Regions from separate parts of the Danio rerio genome. Here region 2 is linked to region 1. The links are chromatin contacts, called in public HiChIP or PLAC-seq maps. All regions are on one chromosome and are shown on one strand. The core of a region is the stretch at or near the end of the contact, and the rest is flanking DNA. Distances in the headings are between cores, read along the strand shown.

Region 1 (5,687 bases), core at 3,011-5,510:
TTTAATGTTTTGGACTGTCAGAATTTCAGTGCATCGATGTAGACATAAATAAGTGAATGATGATTATTAATGTTATTTTCCTGTGAAATAATGTTTTTAAAGGTGAAGGTAAATATTTCTTGTGTGGTTAATTATAGTATATTGAAATTGAAATGAGATTGTTCTTAATTATTGAGTGGCCGTCTAACTAATGACGTAATGTGATTGACTGTGGGATAAAAGGGTGGAATGAGAGGTCACACACTGAGAAAGGAATTGTGCCGAATTGTCTGTGTTTTGTATTACCTGAAGAATGTAAAATAAAAACTATACAAAGTAATTCTTTAATGAGTGCGATTCATGACCTTCTGAATAACATTGTTGACAAGATTAACACACCAAAAAGTTTTTTAAAAACGTGAGTGCACAGTAACTTCATTACTCAAATTTCAACATAAAATAATTTCAAAATGTAACCCACTGAATTGCCCATATTTGGGCTGAAACAACCCAACATTTTTACAGTGTATGATAATAAACTATCCTGTTTAAACAATTCAATACATTTATATTATATTAATATATAATTTAATACTATTCTGAAATAAATATAATTTTAGTAACACTGCAGGATTCAACGATAAGGATTTCACCCACTGGCCTAATTGGGCCAGTGGTTAAAATTTTTACTTGCTCCAACAAAAAAGAAGTTAATAAATATTTCTTAGCCAGATATTTTAAATATTGTGTCAAAAATAACGTCTGTGAATCTATAACTTAAATATTCAAAAGAATGTTAATAAATGTATAATGAGCAAAACTCAAAGTGTTATGCAAACAAAAATTGTTGTGGGGAAATTGTGCAGGTATTTTTTTCCAAAACAAAAAATGTCCGACTTGCCAAACTGACGGCAACTGTGCAAAACATCACTTTATTTTTTTTTCGTTGTGTTGTACCCACATAAATGTCTGCTTCAAGACGCTAGAAACAGACGTTTTCTTTTAGTCTCATAATTTGATGTTACCGTCATCTTGCCGTCTCTACGCTGTACCGGTTGTTACCAGGTTACGAAAATAATTACATACATCCAATCAGATATGAGGAACTAAGTAGCAATATGGGGTTAACGACTTCACAGAGAAGATGGCATATAAGGGCGTAAAAACACAAACTGCTATTAGTTTCTAAGACTGTATTTGTACGCAATTGACAAAAATTTGCAGGCAAATGAAACTAAGGCTTCGTTTACATTAACACGTTTTAGTTTTAAAACAGCATTTTAGAATGAAAACGATTCACGTCTACACTAGCATTTTATCTAGCATAAGGGTGTCCAAACTTGGTCCTGAAGGGCCGGTGTCCTGCAGATTTTAGCTCCAACTTGCCTCAACACACCTGCAAGGATGTTTCTAGAAAGTCTAGTAAGAGCTTGATTAGCTAGCCCAGGTGTGTCTGATTGGGGTTGGAACAAACCTTTGCAGGACACCAACCCTCCAGGAGCAAGTTTGGGGACCCCTGATCTAGCATTTCTGAGCTACTCTCAGTCCACACTACCCTGCTGAAAACGCACTTCACGTGACCACACACACACTCTGGTTTGCACTGCAGTGATGAGAGCTGTGCACCTCGGACTGCACATCAAGGATCTACCGTTGGATCTAATCTCACTATATTTGTTAAACATGATTTTTAATTCATCTTGTTGTCTATATCTAATGACATATTCCCCGACTTTGGTCTTTTGAATCTATTACTTGTTCTCGTGTTTTGGCTGAGGGCAAAGATAAGTTAATATATGAATTAATGTAACCGCGTACATGATCATGCACATTTGACTGATTGCTTACATTTATTTCCTATAAATTATGTATAAACTTACTGTGCGTTATACTTTTATAATAGCCATTATTGATTATTAAAACTGATATTCAGCAAGAGACAGGGTATGCTTTGTATTTTCAATGAAACTGAAATGAGGCAGTGATGTTATAAACTCTGTTTTATATTATATATTGTATATAACTACATACAGAGAAGATGACGGTGATACAAACATGCAGCTACATGACGCCTCAACATTTTTGGTGTCTGTTAAGTTGCTAATATCAAAATGAAAATAGGCAGTTTCTCAGTATATGTTTTCATTTTATTGTTAAGATAGTGAAACAACGTATCCAGGTTTATGTGAATGAGGTTATAGAGTACACTGTTCCCTTTCAAAGAATTACCCAAAGTGTCCTGAGGAGATTGTTTTTCATATCAAACTTGCGAAGTCTGAACTTGCAAGGAAAAGATGGAAGACAGAACTGTGTGTGGGATACTTAATATTGAGAAAAGGCCCGAATCAGATCTGTCTGCAGCCGAGCCTCCGTTTTCCCCCATTCACACTAACATGAAGCAGCAGCGGTTTAAAATGAAAACGGCCTCTTTAGCGTTTCCAAAACGCTTCATTATCGGCACTCGAAAACTCCAGCGGTGTGGACGGATGGCGTAACCATAGCAAAACTTGTGCGTTTTAAAACTAAAACGTATTAGCGTAAACAGGGCCTTAGTGACAAAGCTACACTGGCCTGATTAGGCCAGAAACGATCCTGTCTACTGTCCCAAGCATCTCACACGCTGGAAGAATACATCTATTAATGTATTTATTTATGTTTGTTAACATTAATTATTCATTGTTACTTCATGCTAACTCATCATTCAATATATAATGTTAACAAGCACAGCGTTGGATTTTAATAATGCGTTAGAAAATGTTGAACTATGATAAATACATGATATATAAATCTTGTTCACTGTTTGTTAATACACTGTTTGTTCAAGTTCACTTGTTTGTTCAAGTTAAAAACTGTTTGTCAAGTACACTAACATCAGCTACGTATTGTAAAGGATTTTAATTGTGTTAAACCACAATTTCTTTTCTTTTTTTTTTAAAGATTTATTTTTGGCCTTTTTTAGATAGGACAGTATTGAGACAGTAAGCAAAGTGGGAGAGAGAGAGAGGGGGTAGGGTAGGGAAATGTCGTCGAGCCGGGATTTGAACTTGCGACGCCCCCGGCGTGCTATTGCACCATATGTCCGCGCGCTAACCACTAGGCTATTGCGCCGACTAAACCACAATTTCAACGTTTAACTACACAAAAAATTCACAGAATATGTGTGAAGATTATATTTAAAGTTTCAGGATATTTAATCGCTACCTAAGATTCACTTTGTACCTTTCCTAAAGAGTAAGAATAAATAGGGCTCTATTTTATAACATAGTAAAAAGACAAACAAGAAAGTGGCTGTTTTACAAAAGTGTGACACATTTACCTCTCTGTCCTCCTTGTTTTGCAAGTTTCACATAATCCGAGTCTGAGGCCTGAATCCCCACGCGGCGTCCTTTAGTCCTTTCTTCGGGAGTGGTCTCTGCAGTTGCAGACAAACCTGGGATCTGGGACGAGGGTCCAACTGCTCCGTTTGAACTAGCATTCTGAGCTTGTTTTACACCTACAATTCAGTTAGAATATCTGCTTTATTATGCAAAGATTTGAACCAAAAAATCTTATAAGAGCAACATCTATGTGTCATTATTTGTAAGTAATTCAAGCATGCAGTGATCTTGTAAAGAAGACAATAGGGTACTGTGTTTCTCTGAAGGGCCATTACCCGGTTTCGTCCGGCGATAGTTGGGCTCGGCGGCCATGACTGGTGTTTCAGTGGTCAGTGGTGGTTAGGTAGCTCTGCAATTCCACAAACAGTAAAGTTGAGTGCTTCACATTTGTTTAAAAGGGGAGGTCAGCTGAACTGTTGTTCATCAATGCGTTCTTATATCATCAAATTAAATCGCGAATTACTGTCAGTGTCAACTCGACATATTGGGCACCAGTCATTATTGTCTAGTCATCCGCGTATTTACAGCTTTTGAAGCTAACAACGCGAATGGATAACGCCAACATATACCGTCTGAGGTGATTTTAGCAAATTCTCCTAGGGTTTTTCTTGTTTATGGGTTAGCTGGCGAGTCAACCTGGTCGCCTAGTAACAAAAGCAGCATCAGGACCACAAGCACCTTCTATATAAGGCGAGTCGAGTATTAGCACAAATTTTAAAAGTGAAAATCACAGACATTACTGATAAAAGCACATTTTAATGAGGTATTCGAACATTTTAAATGCATGGCTATTCATATTAATGATGCTACAGAAAGATGTGGAAAAGACAAAGCTTACGTCGTGTAAAGCAGCGCTGAGAAGGGGGACGCCTAGATTCTGCTCTTCTTCATTAGTCTGAACTGCGTATGTGGCTGAGAGACGCCTTTCCTGCCACCTACTGGACAGGGAATACTCTTCCTCCACATCCTCCACAAACACACGATCATTACAGCTCTTTTTAGAGTTGTTTCTTTAATTGATCACAACAATTCAAAGAGATTTAAATGTAAAACAATTATTGTTGCATTACAACACACATTCACACATTCATTTCATCCAATTGCTCTATAATAAATTACATAAACAGCTAGAGTTAAATTCATTGTTATTTTTATGTCATTAGAAAATAAAAACAACAATGTATTAAACAAACAGTAAAGCAAATGCAAGTAAAAACACAATTTACATCCATTTAACAAGAATTCACATAAGAAATATTAAGAAACTGTTTACACCTATGATTACATACAATGAGTGAATTATTCCCAATTTTCTTTGTTGTTTAATTGACAAATAACAATTTAAGACCTTGATCTAGATTAATAGAATAGATTTATTTTTTATTTATTTTCGTTAAGCTTCTTACTTTTAACAAAAGATGAACGGATAATTTCATGAAAGGTTTGCATTGTCACTTAACAAACATCTAAAATAATTGATAGCCTACTTTTACAGTTAAATGAATAGAAACAGGTGACATGGTGGCTCAGTGGTTAGCACTGTCGCCTCATAGCAAGAAGGTCGCTGATTCGAGTCTCAACTAGGTCAGCTGGCATTTCTGTGTGGAGTTTACATGTTCTCCCCATTTTGGTTTCCTCCGGGTGCTCCAGTTTCCCTCAGTCCAAAGACATGCGCTGTAGGTGAATTGAATAAATTAAATTGTCTGTATGGGTGTGAATGAGTGTGTATGGATGTTTTTCTATACTGGGTTGCAGCTGGAAGGGCATCCGCTGTGTAAAACATATGCTGGATAAGTTGGTGGTTCATTCCGCTGTGGCGACCCTAGATTAATAAAGGGACTAAGCTGAAGGAAAACGAATGAATGATTCAGTTTCATCTGATTACAATTCAAAGGGTAGCGATGTAATTACAAAACAATTATTGTTGCACATACACATTTTCCTCCAATTGTTTTATAATAATAAACATAAACAGCTTAATCAGCTGCAGCTTTGTTATTCTTTTATGTCATTCATTTTCTTTTTGGCTTAGTGCCTTAATCTGGGGACGCCACAGCGGAATGAACCGCCAGTTATTCTTTGTGTTATTAGAAAATAAAAACAACAATGCAATTAGCAAACAGTACTGCCAATACATGATTTTTTTAAAAAAGTGACATCTATTTAACCAGCATTGACAAAGAAATAAAACGGAATTAATGAAACCAAATGAGTAAATTATTATTTATTTTCCTTGTTGTCTGATTGACACAGAATAATTTAAGAGCTTAATGTAGATTAAAAGAATAGATTGATCAATGGATTTTTAAATTGAACAATTTCAACAAAAAC
Region 2 (5,864 bases), core at 3,343-5,842, 150 kb after region 1:
AAAATGAACAGTAACACTTTAAAATAATGGTCCATTAGTTAACATATTTACTAACATGAATTAAGTACGAACAATATTGTATTAATTATAGTTCAATAGTTACTAATGCGTTATTAAAATCCAACATTGTGCTTGTTAACATCAAGTGGCAACCTCCCGCTCTCTGTTGTGAAGCAAATATGGATGTAACTGAAACTGCAATTCATGAAAATTCCGCTAGTCCTGGCTCCATAATAGAGCACATTTCTATTGACCCCACTGTTAAAATGGCCAACTTTACAGCAGAAAAAAAGGTGTTTACAGCCTGGTACAAAGAACAATTTTGGTTCATACAGTTGTCATGTAGTGACATGTAGTCAACTCTTTGCCCTTGTTTAGTATCCACCGGTCGGTTCGATGACGCGCGTACAATATGGCGACAGCGGCCACGCTGACTTGTAGCTTCTTTTGCGTTCTTCAAAAATCCATGGCTGACGTCACGAATACTACATCCATATCTTTTACAGCCTACGGTTAACATTTGTAAATGTCCTGTGACTTTAATTTTCTTAAATAATGTTAACAAAGTTGAATAAATAGGCTACTGTAATATATGTAGAATGGTGTTCATTATTTGCTCATGTTATTAAATACATTAAAATTGTACTTAGGCATGGGCTGGTATATGATTCTGACGGTATGATAACCTTGGATTAAAATATAACAGTATCACGATGTTATGATTAGTGCTCTAAAATATGTTCTTTTTAAATGTCTGGGTAAAAAACTAAAACTTTTTTCCCCTTTTGAACACAATATATTTTAATTTGAGAAACATTTACCATATTTTGGAGCAGTAAACATGTTAGGTTAAATAATGAAAATCAATCATTGACTTTTGCTGTCTTCATTAGTTTAAAAATCACTCATTTCTTTACGAATCTTTTGATATCTTTCCTCCCGGAGATACTGTTGCCCCAAAAAACAAACAAACCCCCCAAAAAATCTTACATTTACTTTAGGAACAGTATAGTGTACATAATGGACCAATATTTGAAGGTGTTATCAAATTAAACAATCACATTCACCGATTCACAAATTTAACAATCACTCTCCAATCTTGTGATGATGTAATAAACCTGTAATACGACATAACTTCCACATGTCCAGGTCCAGTCTGTGTACATGACTACTGTGCTGACAAGCTGGTGAAGGTCAAAGTAAAGCTATAATCTATCTCGACCTATTGCTCTGGGTAGGGATGCAAGTCATATCACTACATGACACTAGAGGAAGTGAATGAATCATTTTACTACACTGTTTGAGTTCACGCCTGTCCCGCATGGCTCGTTTATGGACACCCATGTGCAAAAGAGAGAAAGGAGACACAATGTCTGAAAGAGATCTCACAGATTATTTGACCAGAATCAAACGCTGAATATGTAAATGAGGCTAAATGTGTGAACATTTAAAAAAAAACTGTAGCATTAGCAGACTATAAGATCCTTCCTCAAATCGTTTTCACTTAATCTGAAACATCACAACAGCTTAAATCTTAAAGACAACAGTGATAGTGTAATCCATCCTGTCCATCTCTTGAACTCACACATATACAGAATCAAATCTCTACGATCGACATTACGACAAATACATCGTGCGATTATATGAAGCCAAGCCTGAAGCTATGAATATAACGCTTAAAACAATTCCGTGACAAATAGTGTAAGAATTGATGGACTGGAGCAACAGTGGATGGCTCGCATCCAAGAATAGACCGGACAGCCTCGACGGTCGACGTCAAAAGAAAACGGTAAATAGCCTAACACATCGACAAAATCAGGTTTTTACTTACTGCTTTTGGTGACGGTGATGATGATGGTGTCTAAAAGGAAAATTCATGGACAGTGAAGCTATCAACTGTGTGATGTTACAATGTTACTTATTGAGGAATCCAGGAAGTGCACTGACAGGAAGCGTTTGACTGACAGGCACACGGACGAATGAGTTTTGAGGATTCACAACGCTCGTCCAATCATATTTAGGTAGGCGTTTACTTGCGACTAGTTGTAAACGTATTTTGCAAGACCGTCATTAAAAATAAAGGACGATGCGTGACACGAAATACATTGTTTAATTCGGGGTTAAAGGGTAGTAGCTATAATCGAATGTATTTAGACGACATATAGGTTAACCTGTTGGGTTTTAAAAACTAAATGTGTTTATTTTTTAAAGAAAATAGTGTGAAAGTGTTGTTAATTCGAAAAATGTGTTGTTAATTTGGCGTTTTTTTAAACATTAAGATTGTTTTTTAAGGCATATTTTAAGATTATTTTTTTGCAAGAACGCGTTTATGCAAGAATATTTATTTTCTTGATAGCCTACTGCTATTTTCCTCTCTCTCTCTCTCTCTCTCTCTCTTTCTCTCTGTGATATTAAAAAGCTAAACTGAGCTGCGGGATGTACGACAGCACGCCCTTTGGAGTGTTTTAAAGGTATTATTTTGTTCTGTGGATTCTTCACGAGGCACTTTATCGTGTCAGTTTCACAGGTGAGACTCTCAGCCTGAAAAGTTCAGCGCGACCGCATCACGGGCGTCATGGAGTTGGAAGAAGCGGACGTAGCGATGACGCAACTCGCTTCAGTCCAAACAAAGTTGCCTCTGTTTCAGCGGGATTCCCTTCTCACAATGGAAAACCTTCAGCGCTCAGATAGAGAAGTGGAATCAGATGAAAAACATCCTAACCTACTGAAACTTTCCCTGCGCATGATGCAGGTAAAAACAGATGGCGTCACTGTATTACTCTGTTTCTTGTCCTGCATCCTTAATATTTAAAGAGATGAAGCAATTCGATCAGCATTGTTGCTAATTGCTATTAATGTCAGCTTTGCATTAATCTCTTAAAGTATGCTTTGGCTCTTCTTTAAAAAGTATATATTTATATGGTGGGTGTGTGTGCGTGCGTGTGTGTGTGCGTGCGTGCGTGCGTGTGTGTGTGTGTCAGTATGCTAATGTGTTTTTTGACATCATTTTATGCTTTTTTATTTTTAATAAATTTTTTATGATAAATGGCAACCTCTCATAACTTTCAGTCGCTTCTAAGTTTGTCCACTGATTGTATCTATCCAATTCATTGACATCACCTCCTCCACCCCCCCCTTCTCCCCCCCCCCCCCACTTTTATCAAGTTTTTATTTATTTATTTATTTATTTATTTTTACTATTATTATTTTATTTACTCCTTTTTATTTAATATTGTTGCTGTTATTATTGTCATTTCTCATTATATTGTTTTTTTATATATAAATGTTTTATTGTTCTGTCACAAAAGTATATATATATATATATATATATATATATATATATATATATATATATATATATATATATATATATATATATACGTAGAAATGTTAATGTTTATATAAATATTACTAATGCACATAAACACACACACACACACACACACAAACATACATACACACATTCACTATACACTTTTTAATGATTTTTTAAAGAAAATTATTCTGTTCATCAAGTCGACATTTATTAAGTATAAAACAATTGTTCAGTTGTCAAATACTTATTTCATAAATATTTATTTATTACTTATTGTATGTAGATTTAAATGAAATTATAACTCCAGTCATTATTGCTTTTATTACTATTACCATTATTATTATTATTATTATTAATAACAATAATAATTGATATTAGAGTGATTTCTGTATGATCATGTGACTTTGAAGACTGAAGTAATGAAGCTGAAAATTCCTCTTTAAAATCACTGAAGTATATATATATTTAAATTTTAAACTACTTTTGAAAAGTTATTTTATAGTGCAATAACATTTCACAATAAAAGTGAATGAGTATGTGTGAATGAGTGTTTGTGGGTGTTTCCCAGAGATGGGTTGCAGTTGGAAGGACGTCCGCTGCGTAAAAACGTGCTGGATAGGTTGGCGGTTCATTCCGCTGTGGCGACCCCAGATTAATAAAGGGACTAAGTCGGCAAGAAAATGAATGAATGAATGAATATTACAATATTACAATGTGTACTGTTTTTTTGATTAAATACAGCTTCGGTGAGCACGAGAAGTTTATCTTGAAACATTTCAAAATCATACTGACTCAACTTTAAAACCGGTGGTGTATATATAATAATAATAATAATAATAATAATAATAATAATAATAATAATAATAATAATAATAATAAAACAGAAGAAGAAGTCTGTGATTTGATTTGTTTGTGGTCACTGACAATTCTCCAAAAATAGCACACTGGTATTCTACAACAATTCTTACAACAAAAAACCCACTTCTTTGCTTTAAATCGGTGAGATCTGATCTTGTGTAGGTGGTTTCTATATTAGGCAAACAGATAATGTGTAGGAAATTCAACTCATCTGACCCAGTGGACAGCCCCGCGTATGCAAACGCACATACAATTGAGTTGCGCACTGCGCGCAAAGACAGCACGGAAGGAAGAACAGTGCCTCTGTCCAGCCACCGGCTCGCGTCAAGGGTTGACGCGAATGACGTCACGCCCTGTTAGCACGTGGGATGTGGCATTCAGAGTTCTCATAAACAAAGGCACATTGCGCTCGAGCTCCAGTCTTCGCTTGCAGTCGAAGGAGTAAGGTGCTCAACGGCATTGGTTCTATACATGCAAACCTAACTTCTGGGCTATCAGCAGGAACACCTACATGGATACATAATTTGCAACTTATTCGACAGCGTCTTGAGGTATGTAACAGTTATTAAACTCTTTTCGGGAGTTTGTTGGTAGAATGTTAACCAATATGTGTATTATTAATGCATAATCTTTTTACTTAAGGTATTTTTTATTTGCTTTTACCTTTAAATGCTGAAATGTTTAAATGTTGATTTTGCAAACTCTTTAACGTTGTTTTAAGTTAAGTTGAAGTAATTTGACTGCCTTGATCTCACAAAAATGCACCACGTTTTCGTGCTAAAATGGTCGGATATATAATGCAGATCTTGTCATACAGAAGAAAGGCTGATGAAAAAAAATATTCCTTTTACAGAAAAGCAAGCGAACGAAGAGACGCTCTGACATCAACCGGTACAAGAGCCCTGACTTCAGAGATTGTTCCACGAGAGATAAAAGTAGCAGGTGTGCGGAGGTAAACTAAAGCAGGCCAGGGAAATGCAGAAAGTTTGCATACATGCTTTCCGATGGAAAGTGATGCGTTTAATTGCCTCTCTTACGCAGATGGTTAACAGTGAAAATAAATAATGAATTCTTATAAATAAAATGCCTTTCTTTATAACAAATAGACACTCGTTTTCACATGTGTAAATCTAGGAAATATCTGCACAAATAATATGCACATTGTCAGAGAAAGCTATAACAATTGAGTTTTCTAACACTGCAGCCATGCCCTGCGTCCAGGCTCAGTATGGGACATCACCTCCAGGAGCCAGCCCTGCATCTCAGAGTTACAGCTACAACACCACGGGAGAGTACAACTGCGACTTCTTAACGCCGGAGTTTGTCAAGTTTAGCATGGACCTGACTAACGCAGAGATAGCTGTCACTTCTTCGCTCCCCAGTTTCAGCACCTTCGTGGACACCTACAACTCCAACTACGACGTGAAGCCTCCCTGCCTCTACCAAATGGCCCACTCTGGGGATCAGCTGTCCATCAAGGTGGAGGAGATACCCGCACACGGCTACCATCAGCAGCAGCACCATCAGCCGCATCAGGCTGAGGAGAGCATACCCCATACCGGAGCTATATACTATAAACCATCCACTCCAAACATCTCCCAGTCCCCCAGTTACCCAACGGCTCCACATCATACGTGGGAAGACACCGGATCCCTTCACAGCTTTCACCAGAACTACCTGGCGACGTCAC

Evidence for each region. HiChIP or PLAC-seq counts read pairs in DNA pulled down with a chosen protein or histone mark.
Region 2: an H3K4me3 HiChIP or PLAC-seq map of gastrula embryo shows a contact between it and region 1, with 2.5 times the contacts expected there. The contact joins the promoter of nr4a2b here to the promoter of si:dkey-276j7.1 in region 1. A contact is called at or near these places in 2 of 4 datasets of contacts at active chromatin or transcription factors (embryo and gastrula embryo).

Annotation. Positions count from the first base shown.
Region 1 is chr6:13,273,786-13,279,472 of GRCz12tu, forward strand. si:dkey-276j7.1 reads right to left here and starts at 4,261. Exons shown (of 8, transcript NM_001326548.1): 1 at 4,195-4,261; 2 at 3,632-3,705; 3 at 3,296-3,472. The coding sequence starts at 3,668.
Region 2 is chr6:13,421,183-13,427,046 of GRCz12tu, forward strand. nr4a2b (nuclear receptor subfamily 4, group A, member 2b) reads left to right here and starts at 4,593. Exons shown (of 8, transcript NM_001002406.1): 1 at 4,593-4,725; 2 at 5,028-5,126; 3 at 5,379-5,864. The coding sequence starts at 5,381. It overlaps gpd2 (glycerol-3-phosphate dehydrogenase 2 (mitochondrial)), which reads right to left and starts at 1,876. Exons shown (of 13, transcript NM_001045348.1): 1 at 1,832-1,876.